3 separate regions of the Pan troglodytes genome follow, and all the other regions are linked to region 1. A link is a contact called in public HiChIP or PLAC-seq data. All regions are on one chromosome and are shown on one strand. Each heading gives the region's core, a stretch centred on a gene start, on an enhancer-like site or on the middle of the called end of the contact. The rest is flanking DNA. Distances are from core to core; before and after follow the strand shown. Region 1 holds the start of GRM4 (glutamate metabotropic receptor 4). Region 2 holds the start of UQCC2 (ubiquinol-cytochrome c reductase complex assembly factor 2). Region 3 holds the start of LEMD2 (LEM domain nuclear envelope protein 2).

Evidence for each region. HiChIP or PLAC-seq counts read pairs in DNA pulled down with a chosen protein or histone mark.
Region 2: an H3K4me3 HiChIP or PLAC-seq map of stem cell-derived excitatory neurons shows a contact between it and region 1, with 11 times the contacts expected there. The contact joins the promoter of UQCC2 here to the promoter of GRM4 in region 1.
Region 3: an H3K4me3 HiChIP or PLAC-seq map of stem cell-derived excitatory neurons shows a contact between it and region 1, with 4 times the contacts expected there. The contact joins the promoter of LEMD2 here to the promoter of GRM4 in region 1. A contact is called at or near these places in 1 of 7 Hi-C or Micro-C datasets (stem cell-derived neural progenitor cells) and 1 of 1 datasets of contacts at active chromatin or transcription factors (stem cell-derived excitatory neurons).

What each region holds. Positions count from the first base shown.
Region 1 is chr5:40,021,110-40,023,636 of NHGRI_mPanTro3-v2.0_pri, forward strand. It overlaps GRM4 (glutamate metabotropic receptor 4), which reads right to left and starts at 1,271. Exons shown (of 11, transcript XM_063812902.1): 1 at 1,190-1,271.
Region 2 is chr5:39,590,880-39,593,406 of NHGRI_mPanTro3-v2.0_pri, forward strand. It overlaps UQCC2 (ubiquinol-cytochrome c reductase complex assembly factor 2), which reads right to left and starts at 1,269. Exons shown (of 4, transcript XM_003950803.5): 1 at 1,072-1,269. The coding sequence starts at 1,209. It overlaps LOC134810292 (a long non-coding RNA gene), which reads right to left and starts at 929. Exons shown (of 3, transcript XR_010157980.1): 1 at 560-929; 2 at 220-376.
Region 3 is chr5:39,668,294-39,670,820 of NHGRI_mPanTro3-v2.0_pri, forward strand. LEMD2 (LEM domain nuclear envelope protein 2) reads right to left here and starts at 1,267. Exons shown (of 9, transcript XM_001171510.7): 1 at 476-1,267. The coding sequence starts at 1,211.

The DNA of each region.
Region 1 (2,527 bases), core at 21-2,520:
AGGTTAATAATAAAACATTTCGACAGGAGTCATCAGCTTTAATTTAAGGGGTGATTTTTACTATCCTTGTGGTGCTCGTTTTTCCAAGGAGCCAAGAGAAACATGGACAGACTGGAACAGTCTCTCGGGCCTGCAGTCGAGGGGCGGGGGTGGGCAGGGCCGCGGGGTGGGCTGGCTGCTAGCTAGCAGGCTTCATCTCTTCTAAGCAAGTTCCATTGACATGCCTCCCTTCCAGGAGCAGGCTCAGGCAAGGCAAGCCAGGTGGAGGGGAGAAGTGGGAAACCAAGGCGGAAGCCCCCAGGGCAGGCAGGGAGAAGGAATTAGTTGTGAAGGAGGAACTACCAGCCTCAGGTTCATCTGGGAGGCAGCAGGGAGAGGGAGGCCAGAGACAGTACACAGAGAGAGGAGAGACATAGACAGCTCGCAGGACCAAGAAAAAGCAGCCTGCACTCTACAGGGACCAAAGGCAGCAAAACCCTCTAACTTAATTTTTTATAGTCCCCTGCTAACTACAGCAGAGGTGACACTTAAGAAAATGAGCCCTCTCCGTTCTTTCCAGGAGCCATCAGTCTGAGTGGGAGTGACAGAGAGCTGGTGTCCACTGCTCCAGGCCCATGCCCACCAGTGCAAGCCCCTTAGGCCCGCCAAGACAGCCAGCAGCTCTTCTGCAGCCCCAGTGAGTGGGGCCAGAGCTCCAATGCCAGCTCCCCACATGCCTTCTTCAGGAGGCAAAGGCGGCCGCCACTCTGCAGAAATGAGATAACCTGCCAGCCAACAGCCGGCAGGCCCAGCTGTCCAGGCTGCCAGTGCGGCCTGCCCACTGAAAAGTTGGGTTCTAGACCGAGCAGAGGAGGACAGTGGGGTGGGCAGATATCTTGGGGTGGGTGGTAATTAGAGGCTGCCGGCTCCACACTTGTCTAGGAGAGAGGACACGTCTATCGGCTGTAATTATTCAGCTCAGGAGCCTGTGGGTTCTGCTCCCATCTTTTGCTGCCAGCTGTCCCCCGCAGCAGGGCGGGGATGGGTGTGGCCACACATCCTGGCGCTGGACTGTGGACCCCTCAGGAAGTGAGTGGGAGCTGCAGAGCCCTTCTAGGCCTGAACCCGGCCCCCTGACCCTTCTGGCTAGCACACTGCTCAGTTCCAGTTTCACTCACTCGATCGCTCGCTTGCTCGCTCTCTCACCTACCTCGGGCTGCCTGCCTGCCGCTGTGCAAGGCGCTCCCTCTCAGAGACGTCACGCCTCCAACGGAATGAAGCCGCCCAGACGCAGGTTGGGGGAGGAGGGAGGGGGGGGGAGGAGGAGCGGCCTACGCAAGGCCACTGAGGCCCAGAAAGCAGCTCAACTCCTGACATGCTCCCGCCTCCCCTCCGCCTGCTCAGGACCTGTGCTTGGTGACGAGCTACATGCTGCCCCCCCAACCAATATATCTCGCTCCTGAAAATGCCTGAGAATGCTTGAGTAGGGTAGAGCACTCCTTTGGGTTAAGCCTTGCCATCTTCCTCTCCCGTCTCTCTTAAATGCAGATGCCCCTGGAAAGGGTAGTCCCTGAAGTGGCTAAGGTGCGGGGTGCGGGGGGGATAACTTTTGAGGTATTTTTGTCCCTGACAGGTGTGAAGGTATTGGCAGGTAGGCAAAAGCTTATGTGTAAAAGGACAGAAGTTGGAGGAACATAAAGACAGTGGCCACCCAATTCACAAGCGGACATCACGCCCAGCCCAGTGCTGAGCAGAGGCTTGGAGGCACCATCCTCAAAGCCCCCCGCCCACCCCACCCCAAGGACAGGATCTGACTAAGGGCTGGTGAAGCCCTCCAGGAAGTGAGAGAGGGGACAAGGCTCCAACCTCCACGCTCCACCGCAGCCAGGCCCATTTCGAGAGCCGGTTCACCAGTCCCCAGGGCCTGCCAAGAAGAGGTGATGAGGCCCCTGCGCTATGGGTGATCACACCCCAGAGTACCCAGAGGCCTCTGCGGAAGTTCTGCCACCTCCGAAAAGGCTCCTGCTAGTCCTCCCTTCTTCATGAAAGCTTCCCCCTACCTTAGGCCGGAAGGCCCTGAGGCCCTTCTGGGCTCTGAGTTGCTGAGCATGCAGAACCAGAGCCTGAGGCTCAGCATCCCATTGGGATCCGGGGGAAAGTGGGGCTAGCCCAGGACGCATCCCGGGAGTGTGGGAAGATGGGTATGAGAGCATTCTTCACGTCCACCATTGGCTGGCCCGGGGGCGGGAGGCTGAGCGCTGCAGAATGGCAGGGTGTGGGATGGGGTGCTCCGTATGGAGACCCTGGGAGCACTGGTCTCCCCGCCTGCCCTAGGCCCCCACTCACCCCAGAACGGACAAGGCGAGGGACTATGATGGGAACATACATGCCGCTCCCTCCCTGTCACTTCGGGCTTTCTGCCAGATTGACACAGGGGCAGCCACCGCTCTGAGAGACACGTGGCTTCGGGCACCCAGCTAGGCAAGCCCAGCTCAGTCGGTGTCCGGAAAGGCCGCGTTCTCCCGCGCCAGGGGCCGGCAATGGTGCG
Region 2 (2,527 bases), core at 19-2,518, 430 kb before region 1:
CTTTCTGTCCTCAAACATGTCAATCTGCCTCCTGCCTCTGGACATGTGCAGTGTCTGGAATGTCCTTCCCGCCAAGTGTACACGGCTGGCTCATCCTCTTGCCTTAGGTCTCACCTATGTGTCATCTCCTCAGAAAGGCCCGACTAATAACATTACCCTTTTATCACGCTACCCTATTTTCTATGGATCACAGTACTTATCTGTCTTACGTACACCTACCTGCTTATTGTGTCCTGAACTACAATGTAAAACTTCATGCGGGCAGGACTTCACCTGTTTAACACTGCTGTTTCCCTAGCACCGTTCCAGGCATATGGTAGGTGCTCAATAAATACGAGCTATATGAATGAATGAATCCCAGAGCTGCAGCGCCAACCTGGAGGAGAGCAAGAACATAGGCCTACTATTCACACACAGCTGCGTGAGCTGAGGACCCAAACCTGCTGCACAGGCTTACAGGGGCTCAGGAAGAACGCAAACGCTTAGCGGGGACCTGCAGAGTTAACTGGGGATTAGCTCAGTCAATACACAACACTGCGAAATAATGAGGTAATGGTACCGTGACACGGAAGCAAAAAGCTGAGGCTGTCACCAGCTGCCACTGGTGGTGTGGGTCTCAACTCTCTCTGCACCTTGAATCACCTGGAGCGCTTTTAAAACTCTGAGGTCAAGACCCCACCCCTAGAGATTCTGCATTTGAAGTTTTTGTTTGTTTTTTGATTTGTAGAGACGGAGTCCCACTATGTTGCCCAGGAGGTCATCCTGGGCTCAAGCGATCCTCCCGCCTCGGCCTCTCAGAGTGCTGGGATTATAGGTGTGAACCGCCGCACCCGGCCCATCTGGAGTTTTAAAAAAGCTTCTTCGGCAATTCCAAGGTGCAGCCGGGGGGGAGGGCTGAATACAACGGGCGTCGCTATCAGTAGCTCCCTGGGGGGAAAAGGGGGTCCGCGCTCACGTGCTGCCTGGAAAGAGGGCGCGCGCATGCGCAGATCCCCCTGCTAGCGCGCTCGTTGGCCCCGCCCCTGCCTCGTCCTTTCCTCCCCTCGTCCCAGCCGCCTCCCCGCCGGTCACCTGGGTATTCTCTCCCTCCCGAAAGGCCTGTGCTACCCGCTGTCGCAGGTAAGCGCCCAAGTCCCGGCCCCGTTTGGTCTCGTCCACTGGCCATTCCTCACAGAGCTTAAGAAAACGCCGGTACCGGCTGGCCGCCATCTTGGGCCCCGCGTGTTCCCGCCTTAGGGGGAGGAGTCGGCGCCGACGGATGGCGCTTGCGCACTAAGTCTCGCCGCCTGCCTTAGGAGTGGGGCGGGAGGCCGGAGTGGGCATGCGCGACTTTGTAGGCGCCCCGCTACTCTCCGTGTGGGGGCGCTGCTCGCCTTTCTCTGCAAGCCGAGCTACTTCAGTCTTCGTCCTCCTGGAACCGGCCCAGCTCCCAGGGGCAAGGCGGACGTGGAGTACCCCAGAGACAGCTTTGCGTCTCTTTTTCAATGACTGCACAAGCTTGAGACTAAAAAACCCTCCCCCGAGGCCTCCGCTGTTTTGCATAAACCAATACATTTGCATGTAAATACAGGTTACTGGATGAAGATATGTTTGAACGTTGTTCATGGGTGCCCCTGTACCTGTCACTATCCCTTGGTACTCTGCCTCAATTCCTTCTTTAGTGCTTCCTAGTTCTTGTTCTTCTCTGCCCAGTCCCTGTTAGTATCCCTTCTGTTCCCCGCTTCCTACCCCTCATAAGCCAGACATTTTTCTCTGGGAGGCCCAGGTTTTCTAGCATGAGCAATGCCAACTGGGTTGATTCAGCCTAGAAAAACTTTTTTTTTCTTTACCATTTATTATTTTGTATTGTGGTAAAATACACATAACAAAATTTACCATCTTAACCATGTTTTTTAGACAAGGTCTTGCTATGTGGCCCATGCTGGTCTCAAACTCCTGGGCTCAAGTGATCCTCCCACCTTGGCCTCCCAAAGTGCTGGGATTACGGGTGTGAGCCACCACACCTGGCCTTAACCTTTTATTTATTTATTTATTTTGAGATGGAGTCTTGCTCTGTGGCTCTGTCGCCCAGGCTGGTGTTCAGTGAATGGCGCAACCTCCGCCTCCCAGGTTCAAGTGATTCTCCTGCCTCAGCCTCCTGAGTAGCTGGGACCACAGGCGCCCGCCATCATGCCTGGCTATGTTTTGTCTTTTTAGTAGGGACAGGGTTTTACCATGTTGGCCAGGCTGATCTCGAACTCCTGACCTCAGGCGATCCACCTGCCTCGGCCTCCCAAAGTGCTGGGATTACAGGCGTGAGCCACGGTGCCCAGCCAGCCATTTTTAAGTGTACAGTTCATGGGTATGAAATAGCACTGAATAATGTTGTGCAGCCATCGCACCATCTCCGTAACTCTTGTAAAACTGAAACTCCATACTCATTAAACAATAAATCCCCATTCCCCCCTCTCCCCCCAGCCCCTGGCAACGACCATTCTATTTTGTCTGTATGATTTTGACTACTCTAGGTACCTCATGTAAGTGGAAT
Region 3 (2,527 bases), core at 17-2,516, 350 kb before region 1:
GGAGAGTGGACTTTTTGGTGCTACAAATCTGGGACCCCCAACCAGATCCTATCTGTGGGCCACTGAAATCTGGAATGCCTTCAAACAGGCACTAAATGTGTAAGCCAGAGGTCAAAAGGGAAGAACCCAAACGGATGGGGTGAATCTGTTAGAGGAGGGTGTGGCTTCCTCTCCAGGGAGAAAACCAGAGGTTGGAGGAGCAGTGACTACAGCTTGTGATTGAAAGGGAGACGTTAGAAGGGAGGGCTGGGGCAGAAAAGGAGAACAGGAGAAAGTGAAGGCAGAAATTATTGCAGATGCAGGAGCCTTGGCCCTCTCTTCCCACAGCTGGAAGAAGGCGGGCCTGGAAATGAGAAGACGGTCAGAGGCAGCTGACAAGGCCGGAAGTGCGCGGCCTGGCGCCGACAGGAACGGGGGATCCTCCGGCGGACACACGCGCGCCCAGGGCCCTCCCCTGCGCCGGCCCAGGACGTACTGTTGTCCTCCGCCTCCTGCGGCGCTGAGGGCTTGCCCATCTTCACCCAAAGGATGCCCAGGAAGACGAGCAGTAGCCCTAGGCTGGCCCAGAGCAGAAGCCGAGAGAGCCAGCGCTCCAGCCGGCGCCCCACCTCAGGTCGGGCCCGCGCCGCGCCAGCAGGGCCCGCTCGAGTCGCCCGCAGGCCCGGGCGCGGGTCGGGACCGAGGAGGGAGGAAGGCAGCCGCGCCGGGGCGGGAGACGCTGCCCACCAGCGGCGGGCCGCGAGACCCGGGCCCTGCGTGGCCCTGTCGGGCGTCCGGGCGTCCTCGTCCTCCTCGGAGCTGCCCCGGACCGAGGCGCGGCGCCTGAGTTGCGCCGGGCGGGCAGGATAGGCGAGGCCGCGGCTCCCTACCCAGGAAGCCGCGGAGGGCCGGATATCACCGTAGGCCCCAGGGGTCGCATAGGCCGAGCCCGAGGTCGGCTGGGAGAGCCAGGGCTCCGCCCGCGGAGAGGCCGCGGCGGGCCGGGCGCGCAGCGGCGCATCCTCGCGTAGCCGGGCCTCTTCCCGTAACCGCTCCTCGCCCCGCGGCCGGGCCTCCTCCCGCAGCCGCTCCTCGTCGCGCAGCCGGGCCTCGCCCCGCAGGCGGCGCAGCTTGTTGCGGTAGACATCCCGGGTGGTGTCGGTGATGGGTCCTGGCTGGAAGCCCAGGGCCTGCAGCTCCCGCCGCAGTTCCAGGTCCGACAGGCCGGCCATGGCCAGGACGCCGCCCCCCGCCCGCCCCTGGCGCGCACCGCACCCGGAACTGCTCCCTCCCGCAGGCGCGGCGGAGCGGGCGGGGCCACGCGCCATGATGGGAAGGTCGGTCGCCATGTTGGGAAGGTCTGCACTTGGCCTTTGGTCGGCCATGATGAGGCGGTCTGACGTGGCTCTTAGAGCCGCCATGGTGGGAAGGTCCAAGGGGGATTAAATTTTTTGTTTTGTTTTGTTTTGTTTTTCTCTCTCTCTCCGCTCTCCCACTTCCCTTTGTTTGTTAGATCAAGCAGTATTAATCTCTGAGTCCTCCAACCCTAGCTCTGCCTCTGGCAGGTGGTAAGCGTTCAGTAAAGTCAGCGTTGATTTAATAGATGAATTGGTTAATGGTGAACGAAGCCACTGCCACGAATGGAGAGACAGGATGATTTGCCTCTCTGGGCTTGGAGACTGATGTGTGATCCGGTTTTATTTGGGCCTTAGAGTACACTCCAGGCATGCTCCAAGACCCTGTCCCGACTTCGGGCTTGTTAACTGGGCAACACTGAGCACCAAGTAGGTGCGATCCCTGCCTTAGGACAGACACTGGCCCCCAAGGAGCGCCAGCCTGGAGGAGACGCAGCATCCATGGTGGAGGCAGAGGAGCAAAATGCCCTTGGGTTCCAGTGGGCAGTTGAGGCTTCTCTGCGGAGGGCCTGTGTCTGCGTAATGGGATTTTTACAAGGAGACATGGGAGAGAGAAGACTCCAGAGATACACGGTCTTGCAGCCTCACTGGTGGTTTAGGTTGTGGGCTTTGGAGCCAGACAGTTCGATTTCAAATCCCTACTCACAACTATTAGATGTGTGATCATATTCAATTAACATTGTTAGCCTATTTGCCAGTAAACCTCAATAGAATTGCTGTGAGGATTAGAAGAGGTAGTTTGGCTAAGGTGCTTGGGACAGTGCCTGGCACACGTTCATGCGTGTTTATACTTAACCCACATCTTTGCAGTGTCAGTGCTGTGTAGAGCCTCCCACAGGGCAGGTGATTTGGTTACATGAAGGCTCTTAGCAGGAAACCCCTAAGGGAAGCAAGGGAATGTGGCAACTGGAAATAGAACCAGTTTATAATCTTCCTTCCACATCCCTCAACTCCCATTCCCAAACATTTATTGCCGGCCCAATAGGTTCCATCCATTTCTACCCCTGCCATTCCATTCTCCCCTTCCCCCCAGGCCCCTCCTCCCTGGAACTGCCCCGTATCTGTCCCAGCAGCCCCCTTGCCCATTCCCCACTTTATTCCCTTCCCTCCCTGACACCCTGGGCAATGCTATG